Linked DNA regions of Mus musculus: region 2 is linked to region 1. The links are chromatin contacts, called in public Hi-C maps. All regions are on one chromosome and are shown on one strand. Each heading gives the region's core, a stretch centred on a gene start, on an enhancer-like site or on the middle of the called end of the contact. The rest is flanking DNA. Distances are from core to core; before and after follow the strand shown. Region 1 overlaps Dgki (diacylglycerol kinase, iota). Region 2 overlaps Creb3l2 (cAMP responsive element binding protein 3-like 2).

Region 1 (7,521 bases), core at 906-3,405:
AGCTGACCATCACTTCTTGTAATTTGCTCATGGGTCCACCCATCAGACTATCCATGAACTTATAACACAGCGAGCTATGTCTGTGTCTCTCACCCACTAACCTCGGACTCCTAGAGAGGAGAAATGGTGTGTTATCTGCATCCTTGTGATATTTCTCTTGTTCTGATACAGCACTTGCCCAGAGACAATTTGTGCTTGGTAAATTAGCTCACAAATGAAAAGACTTTCAGTTAATTTGTAAGGCTGACTATGAGGTAAGTGAACAATTTACACGCCAGCATAGAACTTTCTTTTCGTTTGGTTGGTTGGTTCGTTTGTTGCTGCTGTTGTTACTATTGCTGCTGCTATTTTTAGTTTTTGTTTTCCCAGACAGGATTTCTCTGTGTAGCCTTGGCTGTCCTAGAACTCATTCTGTAGACCATGCTGGCCTCGAACCCATAGATCCCTCTAACTCTGCCTCCGGAGGGCTGGAATAGAGGTGTGTGCCTGTGACTTGGCTCAGAACCTTCATCCATTCCTCACATCCTCTTGAATGATCTTATTCCCCACACAAAAGGGAACGCTTTGTTGCATCCTGCACCCACACCCTCCTTTCTCTTCTTTCCTTTTAGGGTGCTTGGTGAGTGACCTCCCAACAAGTAGTTTATGTCAAACCCTGTAGGTGCCAGACAACAAAGAAAATTAAAGTCGCTATTTCTGGAGAGCTCTCTCACCAACAAAATCTCAGCGCATGGCCTGGCCCCCAGGGTTTTAGGAACTCTGTCTCACTGCTGAACAAAAGTTATACCTCCCACTCATGATGGAGCCAAGACACAGGATGACTTTATCCACCTGAGAGAGGCGGGCTTGAGAAAAGAAGGAAAAGAAAAGGTCCGTTGAGGCTGCTGTCCAAGTTGCCACCTCTCTCATGCCTGAGCCAGCCCTCTTCTACCCTCAGGGGAGATCAGCTACCTTTGTGTTCCCTCTCCCCAGCTATTTATGACAATTTGCAACAAAGAGCTTGGACCTATATCTCTCTTAGAATTTTTCCTCTTTGAACAAGAGAGCCTCTTTTTTCACGCGCTTGAGCTACATACACTTTGGAGACAATCGATTTCGAAAGGTTTGTGAATCCACTTTGCCACCTCTTTCCTCAGTTAAAACTGCAAGGTCTCCGGTACGCTGTTATCTATGATTCCTAAGCTTTCAGCGCCTGTAGGGCTGCAAGGTCCTGAGGGGCCTTGGCCTTCAGCCTCCCCAGGACTCATTCTAGACTCCAGCCCCACCCCCTGCCCAGACAATCTGTAGCTCCGGAATCTGCATGTGTAGGAAGATGTGGAAGGGTCGGGGTGCAGTTGGGAAGCAGGGGAGGGAAGCAGCTGACCTCCAAAGCCACTTTTTCAGAGCTCTTTACATTAGACTGAGAAGTCTGTGTCCCTCTCCAACCGTGCTGGTGCTATTTTGGGACAGACCATGCTGGGCGTGATGAGGAGATACGTAAGCCAAAAGAGCCGTTTGTCTGTGATGCTGCCAGCGTCTCAGTATTCCCACTCAGGTGCTTTGATCTTACTCAGAAAGTAGCAGCAGCATTCACCTCTCTTTTCAAAGCATCCGTGTTCTTACTGACAGATCCCCGAGCAGCTACAGAAGAGGCTAGCAACGTCTCAAGGGCAAACGACTTCTAAGAAGTTCTTGACCAAGTCCAGATGTAGGCTTGGTAAAGAGGCCACATTAACGTGAACATACCATCTCTCTACCCTCTCTCGGGTACACATAAACTTGGAACATCCCCAGAAAAGCATTCTTGACAGGCTCAGGCCTCGTTGCTCAGGAGTAAAAAAAAAAAAAAAAAGACATTCTAGAAAACTAAAAATACAAAAACCACATTCTTTGCGGCACCTCCACACCACAGCACACATGATAAATAGGACTGAACAGAAAAATGTACACGCCAGAGGTAGACTGAGGCAACGCACTCTGAGTGTTCCCAGCATCCCTGCAGCCGCCAGCCCTGTTCCCAGCCCCAGGTTCCTTCCTTTCTCTGAGTTAGCTAGACCCACCTTACCTACTGATCTCCCCTGCCCTCCCTCTTGCCTTTCTCTCCTTTCTAGTCACTGTGGGTGACTATGGTGATGTCTATAACAGCCAAGAGCCTGAGGGAAGAAATGTCGTTTTCCAAAACTCTGGGCTTTTACCCAGCTGACTCATTCCACCTCCCTCCCTCAGTCCCAAACCCCAGTCTTCCGCCAGCAGCTTGTTGTCATGGTTACTCTAATCTTTATCTGCTTTGCTTGTTAAACAAGCTGGCTTTCCTCCAACCCACCTCCTGGCTGCCCCTACCTCTGTGACTTTACCCCCCTTGGCTCCATCTCCTTCTTTTCCAGTAGTGACAAAGAGAAGGTGCACAAATCCCTGTTCCCTTTTCTCACCTCTCTCCACCAGATTCCATCAGAGCAGTTTCTCTTCTGTTTATTCCTAATGGAAAAGTACCACTCAGGAGGGAAACCACACCTGGCTGGAAACTAAGGCTCTACAGAGGCCCTAGAGATAGAAGAGAATAAGGGACACTACTGGTGAAGTTCATTAAAAACTCTCTTGGTTGGCCAAGAAACTGATTGTTAGAGTTCTTTAACCAACGCACTGGGGTCTGTTGAGACCGCTCTGCCCAAGGAACCACCCACATCACACTAGAGCCTTGAATGCTTCTTCAAAGATACAGTCCTTCTCCAGAAGTCACACAGCACACCCCTCCACTCCTCCACTCTTTTCTTGTCCAGGGTGAGTCTCTTTAGGATGCTCCGGATTCAGCTGGTTCTTGCTACCTTGGAGAGCTTAATTCCACCCAAATGTCCTCCTTCTCTTGTTTCTTAAACCAGCTTCTCTATGCTTACTCGCTTTCCCCTCAGAATACAAGTATAGCTTTCCACCTTTAAACGGGGGCGGGGGGTCTCCTTTTGACTCAAGTTCTTGCCCACTGGCCACACCTTCAGCTTTGGAAATCCACCTTCTTGTCATTTTTCCCTTGGTTTGCATTCAACCTAGTGCAGAACATTTCCCTCCAGAATCATGGCAGAGCCACAGTTGTGAAGAGCTTTCCTACTGACTGACCTCAGTGCACCCCACACGGTTGGTTGTTCTCCTTAGCAAGTAGCTGGGATTATGCCCCAAAACACAGAGGTAAGTCTTCAAAGACATTTCACTGACCTTTGAATCTTGGCTTGAGTGTTTGCAAGTGCCCTAACTTTAGGCAAATGATTTAACCTTTGTTGCCTCAGTTTCCTCATATTTCACTGAGGTAGTAACTTATCTACTCTTTATAGTTAATTGAGATTATTAAATGAAGCAATATACATAAACAAAGACATGCCCCCCCACACACACCCCGTAAATGCTCAAAAATCACTAGTGACCAAGAAATGGATAATCAGAGTTCTTTGTTCAGCTTGCTGGGATTTGCTGAGTCTACTTTGCCCAGGGAGCTACCTCAGACTAGGGCCCTGAATCTTCTTCAAAGATAATCCTTCTCCCAAGGTCTTACCATCACCAAGCTGGTCAACAGTATTAGCTGCCCTGTCTCCTTCTCCTTTGATATCGTCTCCCACTGTCCCCTTCTCCTCCCTGTCTTCCCTCTTGGCTTCTGTCATGAATGCCTCATTAGCTCTCTTAGAGTTTTCAATAGACTTCTGTTCCAGGCCTTCTACCCTTCTCTACTGAATGCTCTGCCCCCTTAATAATCTGTTACATACATTTAAATACCACAGTATATGGAAGCCTACAGAATCTCCTAGACTCCAGACCTTCCTATCTTAGAATCTGTTAGCAATCCTCACCCAAAGCTGCCTAAGCATCTTGAACTCGACTTCAAAAATCTATCTCCAGGAACCATACGACCTCTAGGTGCCACCTGAAAACTGGCACTGTGAGTCATTTCTTCCTCACCTCTTATTAACTGTAGTATAGCTAGGTCATGACCATGTCTAACTGACTTGACTTCTTCAGTTTCCCTCAAGACAGTCTAAACTTTCTGCTATTATCTCTTTCTTGACCCATATTATTTATGATTTATATCGTCAAAAGCATTTCTCCTTTTCAAGTCATTCCTTATCAACAGTTCTTCCCAGTTTTTAAGTCTCTACAGCTCTCCCTGGTCTATGATTTCACAAATGAACCTATGGCTCTACTAAATACATCTCTGGGTCCCACATCAGAACAGAAACAAAATTCTTTAAGGGAGTGGCCTGAGAAGGGATGCCAACATCAGATAAGTATGAAAATAATCTTTGAGATTAAAAAGGCGGGCCTTTCATGATACAACTGTTCTTTCTGGGGTACTCCATGGGTTTTCCTCTCACTCAGAAAGCACAGAACCACAGAGAAAAGGAAATCTGTAGCCCCCCCCCCCCCCGTTCCAGTTCTCAGTCACTGGTGACCATTGCAAATTGGTTTTCCAGGTTATCCAAAGTTCCTGCATACCGTGTCATCCACTATGCATGCTGTTCCCTGATTATGTGATTCCAAAACTCCTCTACACTCTTCAAAACTCTTCAAATTTAACCTTCGTCAGTGGCCTCAAATGTTTAATACCACCAGTCCCCCAAGTCTTCATAAGATTCATTTCATCTGTGCCACAGCATCCCGGGATTATTTCCACCAAGAACACCACCTATCTCTTGTTATACCTTTCATGGTGCATATAGATCCTAGGCCCAGTATCCAGTCCAGTGCCTGACAAATAGGGAGCTTAATATGAAAGAGTGAAGGGCAAAGAATGATTACATTAAGATTTAGCTCCATTGTTCCAAACATTCATTTGTATGCAAAACTCTCTGGCCTCATTCGAGGTATCCATTATCTAAAGCTTTAATGCCTGTGTTCTCTTGAATCTTATCTAAGTTAATCATTAAGGAGAGACATTTCCAGAGGGGCACAATGTCCAGAAGTCTGATGAGTCACCAATTTCTTTAAGAATATGATAGATGTAAAACATGTTTATGCCTTTGCAATAAGCACACTGAGTTTTTCCACGTGACTTTCTTTTCTTATTGGAAGTCCACAAATGACCACTGTCAAAAATGGCATGGCTCTGAGGCACGAGAGAAATTATGCACAGGCGGATGAAGCTCCAGCTGCTTGATTCCCCCAAAGAACACTGATGGTCACTCGATAGCTTTCATCTATTACTTAGGGTGTAACTAAATCCCGGTAAAACAAGTCTTAACTCGCGGAGCTCAGGCTGGTAGATCTGTGCTAACTCTCCAGAATTCCAGAAAGGAGCAGCACTATCTTGCTCCCTGGGCTCTGGTGATCTCGGAGTGTACGCTAATGAGACAACTGACTCTCCAGTCTCAAGTGAGATCCTTAGCTTGCCCTCTCCAAGAATGAAGAGCATGGGTGATACACGGTGAATGAAGGAAGGAGGCATTATTTACGTGTTATTGACAACTCTAACAGGTAGAGAGAGGGTCACCAAGGGGGAGTAACACCCCAAACAGAAAATGCAATCTGAGCTCATTGATGGTGGGATACCAGCCAGCAGTTTGCCCACAGATGTTACAACAGAAGGCTTAAGACCTGAGAGGTTTCCTCCCTCTTCTCATAACTGTAAAGGCAACACGAGTGGCCTGGGTCTGAAAATCAGACACGGAAGTGAAGTGATAGGTTGCTTCCACGATCTGGTCTCTTCCCAGGGCATAGGTATAAATGCTATATCTGTTTTAAGACACTGAAGATGTCAGACGCTGTCACTGATCCCAGGTCCTGAAAATATTTAATAGCTGCATTTAGATACTCGCTCCAGCTGTGATTGGGATCACTCAAGGATACTCCGTGATACATGCTTCATGAAGCATCAGACCCTAAGCTCAGGACACCAATGTTCTAATAACCTCCTGAACACACATCAAGCCCTGATAGACAGTCTTGAATTTTAGATTCGTTTTATTGCTCATAAGGAACTCTGACGGGAGGTAAAAGGGAGAATTCCCTTTATGGTCTTCTTTTTGTACATGTAAAATAAGGTAAAGAAGGCCAGGGGAGCTTGCACCTCACTATTTAACTTATTTTACAAGCCACCTGGCCCAAGGGCAGCACCACATGCCACAGTCGGTCCTAAGAACCTCGAAGTTGATTTAGCACACTACATCCAACAGGAAATGCCACACTGTACAGAAGTTTCTGAGAGCCCTGAGTAAATGCCTCCTAAGGCAGGCCACTTACCAACCCCATGAGGTCGCTCACCCCTAGCCTCTCAGGACAGAGTTTCCTGAAGCTTGACTGGCATACCACGGTAGCCCCATTTCTGCCTGTTGCCCTGGGCACTTACTCACCCCTTGCCATGATTTGAATGCTCCATGGAAACCCATGCTGAGGTTTAATCCCCATTGTAAGATACCAAGAAGCAGATATAAAGGAGAGCCCTTACAAGATGATTAAGTCCTGAGGGTGTTGCTATCACAGATGGGATGATCGATATACAGATTGGTGAGTTTATCTCCAGAGTCAGTCTGTTATGAATATGCTGTTCTTTGCACATGCCTCCCCAGGTGATGCTGTTTGCTGACTTGAGACTCTACCTGAGGTCCCCACCAGCAAAAAGGACTTTGACAGAAACAGTAGTCTTCCCTGGAACTTCCCAACTCCAGAAATGTATGATGAATAAAGCCTTTATTCCTTATAAACAGACCCACTTTGGGTATTCTGCTATAGCAACAACAAACACCAGAGTATGTCATTTTCTTTCACTCCCACCGTCTTGGTTAGGAAGGCAGGTGAGGGTAGCCATACTAGTTACCACTCCAGAGGACACACCAAACCCTGACATATAAAATGCCCATAGTCTCATTCCTACCTCTGACCTCTGTGGCACCTCACCAGTCCTCCCTGTTACCATCATACAGAAACTGTCCCCTCTCCATGTTACTCATGACACTATGGAAGCTCAGGCAGTCAGTAGCTCACCTATAATTTCACAGCTAACAACACAATTCTGATTCCCATCCAATCCACTCAGTTCTCTCCACCGTTTCACCTGGGCCTCTCCCCAGGCCCCTCCGGCTCCTTGCTAATTGTCCTTCTCTGGAAAACTCTTATCTGCTCTGTGTAATAAAAGATTCACTGGTCAGCAAACACAAGGCTCCAGCTGTGGCCTAAGCATTTGCATGGGAAGCTGTGCTGCTTATCAGGGTCCATATGCTATGGTTCCATTACTCCAGCTACACTTGTATTACTTTCATCAAACCCACTGGCTTGTATTGAGCTCACAGTCAGAAGAAACATCTCGGTCTCTTTCTCTACTAGGAATACTGGCAATAGGTGCCCACGCCCATCATTACCACTGACTTGTTTTTTTATTCCAAAATTAGATTTTACACCTTTTTGAAATGTCATCTTGCTATTTTTAGTCTAACATTCCAGCACATCCACGTCATTTATTTTAAGACGTATAAACACACACACACAGACACACAGACACACATACACACACACACACACACCAACACACACATACACACGCACAGACACACACACACATGAACACACACA
Region 2 (6,510 bases), core at 1,673-4,172, 120 kb after region 1:
ATTCCTGGTTTTTCCTGCCTCCTCTTGCCAAGTGCTAGGATTAAAGATACGTGCTACGACATATGGCCAGTTTGTGACTATGGGAGAAAAACGGTCATACTGACTGAGGCGGCTCACATCTTCTCCTGGTCTTTGGGATCATCACTGCCAGCCCTGGGCTGATGATATGGAGACTAGATTAGCTCATCTTAGACCCTTTCCTTGCTAACAGCCATCCACAGATCCTTCCCTGGGCTGTTACTGAAGGTGGGCCCTGTGAGGGCCTCTGGTGTCTGCCCTCCTGCCGGGGCTGATCCACACTCCATCATCAAGCACGAGGTCTGGACCTACAGAACTCACAGGTGCTGCTGAAGCTCCAACAGTACTGACTTCTCCAAGCTCGTCTCATTGGAGATAAGGAAATGGGGAAGATCCACCTCTGGCAGGGCCTCAAGCCCCGACGATGCCCTGAGCAGAGAGGAGCCTCTGTCCCAGCCCCCCAGCTCCCCGGCTGAGGCTGGGCTCGACGACTCTTCCAGGGGAGCGTGTTCCTCATAGATTAGCAGGTTCCTGGATCTCACTGAAGAAAGAACAGGGCAACAGATATTAGCAAAACACCTCAAGGCCCATATACGCCCTTTACTCCAAATGCCCCAGGCCAGTAGCAGATGACAATTAACACACTCTCATCTCCTGGGATGGAGTGCCAGCTAGGTTTGGCTTTCTGCAATGGCTTCAGGTTTCAGAGATTATGGATCAAAACTTATACCAATGCTACAGGCTGGAAGGACATAAAAGCAAATAAACACTGAGCCCACTTCCACCCTCACTGTCTTTAAATAAAACTCCCCTCACACCTACCCATAATTGACCCTGGGGGGAAAAAACTCAAGGAAAGCTGGGGTCAAATACTTGGAGCTGTTAAAACCCAGACGAAAGAGGAGGCATCCCCAGAAAGCAGGTCTTAGAATCTGCTGAGACAGCACAAAGCCAATCCAACAAGTCAGAGGGCGACAACCTCTGTTGCATTATGGGAGAGTCACATAGATGACTCTGCAACCATTTTTCCTGAATATAGAAACAGTGCTCCCCTTAACTTACAAAATTTAAAGCTATCTTCCTAGGTGCAGAAGGTCCCCAAGAATCGACTGAAATTATCTGAAAGGAATGTCATTTTATCACCTGTCTAGCCTGGATAGGCCTAACGGCTGCAGTCCACAGACATTTCGAGAATGGTGAAATTATCCCTTTCTCAAATCCAGTGCCTCCAAACTTGCTGTGTGTTGTTGCTAATAGAGCTGTGCCACTCGGTGTATATTCCCTCCTTGTTCCCCTCTGTTTTCTAAATACTCAAAAGATTACCATTGGTCAAGGTGAGAACAGTATATGCTATCTGGTGAACATCTCTGAGCATCCAAAGTCTTGAGCCCAAGACAGATGAGTTCTTTAATTTTTGTTGCAAACTCTCACTGCAACACCATATAACTCCCCTCAGGGAGTCAGAGACTCTGAGATATCAGAGCAAGCTAAATGTCCTCCTCGCTCTCTGGTCTTCCAAGATCCACATCGCCCCACCCCACCCCAAGTCAGAACTCCAAAGGGGGTGTCAGGGCTTATCAGAGAAGGAATCTGGAGCACTAGGGACTTCTGTTAACTCTCTGTGGAATTCTTGAGAATTCCTGGTGCTACCCAGGGAGTCCAGTGGCCACTCCCAGAACACCCCACCTGCAAACAGAGATGCTCTACTCTTACACATGGGTTGGGATCCCTTGCAGAGAGCTCGGAAAGCCAACTGCAGGCAAACAAAAACAAGGTGGTGACTTACCCACGGAGGCTGTGTATGGCTCTGACAGAGGATGCTGGCTGGGCAGAGCCATCTTGGTGGCAGAAGGATAAGGCCCATAGCCTTGAAAGAAGCTTCCAAATGCAACAGCAAAGCAAAGCACAACGACCTAGAGGTAAGGAGAGAACACGGGGAGCTGTAGAGCTCAGACTGTGGGTGGCTGACCTCTGGGAACAAGGGACAAGAAAGAGCACAAGTCTGTTAGGGGTCAGGTCACCCTCACTTGTGTCCTTGAAATGACGAGACAAGGGGAAGCCTTGGAACGGGATGTATGGTCTCTCTGGCTTCATTCATTGTTAGCATTTTCAAGGTAGGGGAGTCTGGAAATGGGGGGCTTGCCAGGGGAGGAAGTCCCTTTGGGAAACTCACCATGAGGCAGGTGCCAGTCTGTGTGCCAGCTAACTTGCAGGTTCGAGAGACCTTCCCCATCACCAAAGTCTGAAGCTTCTGAAGTTGCTGAAGGAGAGTCCTGCCACGGTGATAAGTGAAAGTCAGGAAGGGGCACGTGAGAGCGAGCTGCTCTGAACGACTCTCCCGCAGAAGTCATAGCGGCTTCACACCTGTGACTGAGCAGGGTCTGGAAGCACGGCAAAAGGACTACACCTGGGCGGGTGTCCTTTGGACTACACCTGCTGGCAGCGCCACCGCAGAACCCCCTGGAGCTTCAGAGTCAGCCTTGACAACAGCTCTGCAGCCTGCAGCTGTTCTGGGCAAGAGAGGAGCCCCCAAATCAACCCTGACAGGCAGAAACTTGTCTGTCAGCCAATGAGGGAAGAAAAGGACACTCTGGTTGGATGACTCCCCTCTCTCCAAGTTCCTATGTTCAGACTGAAGCTGCAATATAATGATAATAGGCAGGGGGTGTGGGGTGAGTAGCCTTGAGAATAGAGTTTTAATAACAGGACGAGTGCCCACATAAGGGGCTAAAAGTACAGTTCTTCACTACATGGGAACACAGCTAGGAGCTGTCGTTTTTTTCTTTGCACCAGAAGGCAGCCTTTACCAGACACCGAATCTGCCAGCACCTTGATCTTGGCCGCCTCTGCCTCCAGTACAGCAAGAAATGCATTTCTGTTGTTTCCAAGCCAGTCCTTTTATGGTATTGTGTTACAGCAGTCTGAACTGACTAGGGCAGTGGTAATTACAAAGGAGGCTCGTTTCACCAAGAGATGAGAGACACTGATCTATAAAAACAAAAACAAGAGAAGGAGAGAAACAAAGGCCGGCAGAGAACAATAGCAGGAGGGGCCAGAGGTGGTGGCTTGACTGGAAATGGCCAGTCCATCAGTGAGCGGCAAGTTTACACAGAGCACTCTGCAGAGGAAGGGAGGGAGCAGGGAAGAGGAGAGAGGGAAAGGGGGATGGTACTCCCCAGCTAGGACAACTGTGGATGTTCAGAGATGAGGACAGCAGTATACACACTGTAATATCAGGATGTTGTGTGGGAGCATCTTTGCAAATCCTAAACCAAGAATGGCAAGACATAGCAGGGGTCTGGCAGCACATCCTCCCAGGTTAGAGTGTCTCCCGGGACTCAGGGGGACTAGCATAAAGCCTGGGACCCCTGCCTCATTCTCATCAGCTCTGCTCAAGGCCGGCATCCACTACAAAATGGAAAGGGTTTGTGAGAACATACGGTCTGAGTATCAAAGATTTTCAGAAAACAGCGAACCGTGATGGAATGTTTGAAAGCCAGGCAAGAAGAATTCTGGGATTTCCTCACATCTTGCTTGCCATCACAGCCTACCCGCGGCATGTCTTTCCAATGATGAAAACACATGCAAGCTTTTCTGAGGTTTGTAATTCTGTCCTGCCCAGTATCAAAGACATGAATTCTCTTAGTTTAAGCAAGGGTAGGCTGGCTTTGAGATGGTTTTCCTTTCTGCAGTATCAGTGGAGGTAGACTTGGTGAAAGAATTTGAACAGCCCTCAGCACACATGGTAGAAGGCTTTCTAAACTCAAAAAAATCTCCCTGTGGTCCTACCCACTCTGTGTTTTTTGCCATGTGGAATAATTTTAGGATAGCAAGATAATATTTCCTATGGAAGGCTATTGTACTCAATCATACTTTTCATTTTGGCTATATAAAAGCATGACCAGATGGGGTTAGACATGACCCTTATTAATTTATCAAAGTAGGATTTGCTTTAAAAGCACACTGCATGTTGCTCAAGGTGAAGAAATGCTGATAGCACACTTATTTTAAATTCCACTTTAAAAGTTCATAACCAAGAGTCCCTGTGCTGCAGAACTTTCTTCTGTCGTAGAATTTCCTCTCTGTCCTGCCTAAGCTTCCTCAGAAGCCTCTGCACTACCCACCAACACAGCCCCCACCGCAGCAGCACCAGATACTGAGTGAGCTCTTGCCTGGCCAATGGCTCAGTGGAACTCATTCTACAGACTTGCCATCCTGCCAGCCGTAGCATGTGTGTGTGTAGCATGTGACTGTCATCTGTAATGCCAGCCCCAAGTTCCTCTCGAGGTTCTCCCTCAAGTCCTGGGACCTATATACAAGCAAGCCCACAGGCAGGAACACTTCTTCCAAGGCATCGATCCTAAGGTCTTGGGCTGCCTGCTGAACTACAGCAGGGACCTCACTGCTTCCAGCGTTGGCTGATGCTGTCACTGGGTGCCCCAACTCTGCCTTGAGCATTCTTGTGCCAGGATGTAAGCTCAGCTGTAAGCTACACAGGGATGGTCATCTTCTCTCTACCCAGCCTTCAGCTAGAAGGACCCTTCCCAAGCTGTACCAATGCCATCTACTTTGCTCCAACATCCTCTGGTGGCTTGGAAGCAAAAACATAAATATTATTTATTTATATATTTTTTTGCCTGTTTATCATCAAACATTCTACACTTCCTCTCTGCCCACCCACGGTCTGAGAAAACAGATTCCCCAGGACAACAGAAATACCCCTCCCTTCCAATTTCTAGGTAAGACTCCTGGGATTAGCATCCACTTTCCTAAGACAAATATTCTTCCAGGTACCCCCCTGAAAAGGGACTTTTAGCAAGGAAGATATCCCAAAAGCGCCTTGGTGGGATGAGTGGCACAAGTTCCAAGCCAGACCTCCACCACAACCCTCCCAGTTACAGTGCCAGATGCTCTAAGTTTGGGGGAATTGTTGGAGGAAGCCAGAAAGGCTAAGCTCACTGATTTGACATCCATCAGTGTATTCTTTACAGACTCAAAGATGATCATACACGGAGTCAGCTGAAGTGAAACTGGTCATTGAATGGGTTCTGATTTCTAAGAACTTACAAACAGCCCTTTAAGATGAGCAAACACTGTAGTTCCCAATGCATGCTTTCAGTTTGGAATTCTGGCAGAAGGCAACAGCTTGGTGACATGCAGATTGCTGCTGCTTTTCCTGCTGGAAATGTGCTGCAGTCACATTAATGTGATATTGACAACAGCCCCATGGAATGACATGTGCACATGTCATTAGACACAAAACGTCACTATTACAAATAACCACAGAAGGGAGAACTGTACCAGGACCCAGGTGAAAATAAAGGGCCATGGTAACAACCAGTCTAATAGCAGTGAGGTCTGTAGCCACTAATGTCTAATAATAATGACACAAATATATGCATAGGGATACATGTTTGTATGTGTGTATCCATGAATGTGATCGTATGCTCATGTGTACTTGTGTGTACATGCATATACATGTATGATGTGTGCATATATGTATGTGGATACATGTTGGTACAGATGTATATTTGTGTATATGTGTACTTGTATGTACATGTGTACCTGTTTGTACATGTATACACATGAACATGTATGTACCTATGTGCACACATATGGGTACATGTACATGTGTGTCTGTGTAGATACATGTGTATATGTATGTATATATATATATATATGTGTGTGTGTGTGTGTGTGTGTGTGTATGTGTGTGTGTGTGTGTGTGCATATGTGTACCTATGTATATGGGTAGATATGTATATACACATTTATGCATGTGCATTTTGTACCTATGTGTATATGTATATATGTGTGTACCTGTGTGAATATGTGCACATATGCATATATGTATATATCTGTGTGTATATCAGCATATGTATGTATCTGGGTATACCTGTGTACATGTGTGTATATATATATATGTGTGTGTGTGTGTATGTATGTATGTGTATCTGCATATGGGTATGTATATGTGTTAGTGTACATATGTGCATATGTGTATATGAGTGTATGTATATATATATGTGTGTCTGTGTGATACATGTATGTATGTGTGTATATGTATATATGTATGTATATATATATATATATATATATATATATATATATATACATATACACACACATACCTGTGTGTATGTATGTGTGTGATGAAAGTAAAAAGGGGACCATGAGAGGTGAGAGAGTGTAATGAATACAGGTGACTGGAAAGCAGAAGAGAGACTGGTTGAAGAGAACAAGTAAGAAACAAGTACAATGAGGTGTGTATGGAAATGCCACTATGGAACCCATTTACTTTTTATGCTAACTTCAAAACACTCATAAACAATGAAGGAAAATAAATCCCTTGTGGAACGTCTATAGGTGTATTGAAAACAATGCAAATGATAGAGAGGCTCAGATGAGCCCTGCACAGCGCGAGGTGTCAGGAAGTCAAACCCAGGATTTATTTAGATAAATGGAAAAGATGAGACCTGTTCCTCTCTCAGA

The links. Hi-C and Micro-C count contacts between places; a contact is called where the count stands out from the background.
Region 2: a contact with region 1 is called in a Hi-C map of uterus. The contact joins two enhancer-like sites. A contact is called at or near these places in 1 of 39 promoter capture datasets (the 3T3-L1 cell line), 13 of 484 Hi-C or Micro-C datasets (the 3T3-L1 cell line, the C2C12 cell line, cerebellar granule neurons and 6 more) and 4 of 115 datasets of contacts at active chromatin or transcription factors (embryonic stem cells, extraembryonic endoderm stem cells and stem cell-derived neural progenitor cells).

The regions. Positions count from the first base shown.
Region 1 is chr6:37,214,401-37,221,921 of GRCm38.p6, forward strand. All of the region lies in intron 1 of Dgki (diacylglycerol kinase, iota), which reads right to left. Among named protein-coding and RNA genes, the nearest start is that of Dgki, 82 kb to the right of the region's middle. Within about 2 kb of position 2,156, at least 102 of the 459 cell types and tissues checked have an H3K27ac peak or open chromatin away from gene starts, as enhancers often do. A contact at or near this core is called in uterus, where this site is marked.
Region 2 is chr6:37,334,024-37,340,533 of GRCm38.p6, forward strand. Creb3l2 (cAMP responsive element binding protein 3-like 2) reads right to left here. Exons shown (of 12, transcript NM_178661.4): 9 at 2,192-2,291; 10 at 1,805-1,931; 11 at 340-559. Among named protein-coding and RNA genes, the nearest start is that of Dgki, 37 kb to the left of the region's middle. Within about 2 kb of position 2,923, at least 69 of the 459 cell types and tissues checked have an H3K27ac peak or open chromatin away from gene starts, as enhancers often do. A contact at or near this core is called in uterus, where this site is marked.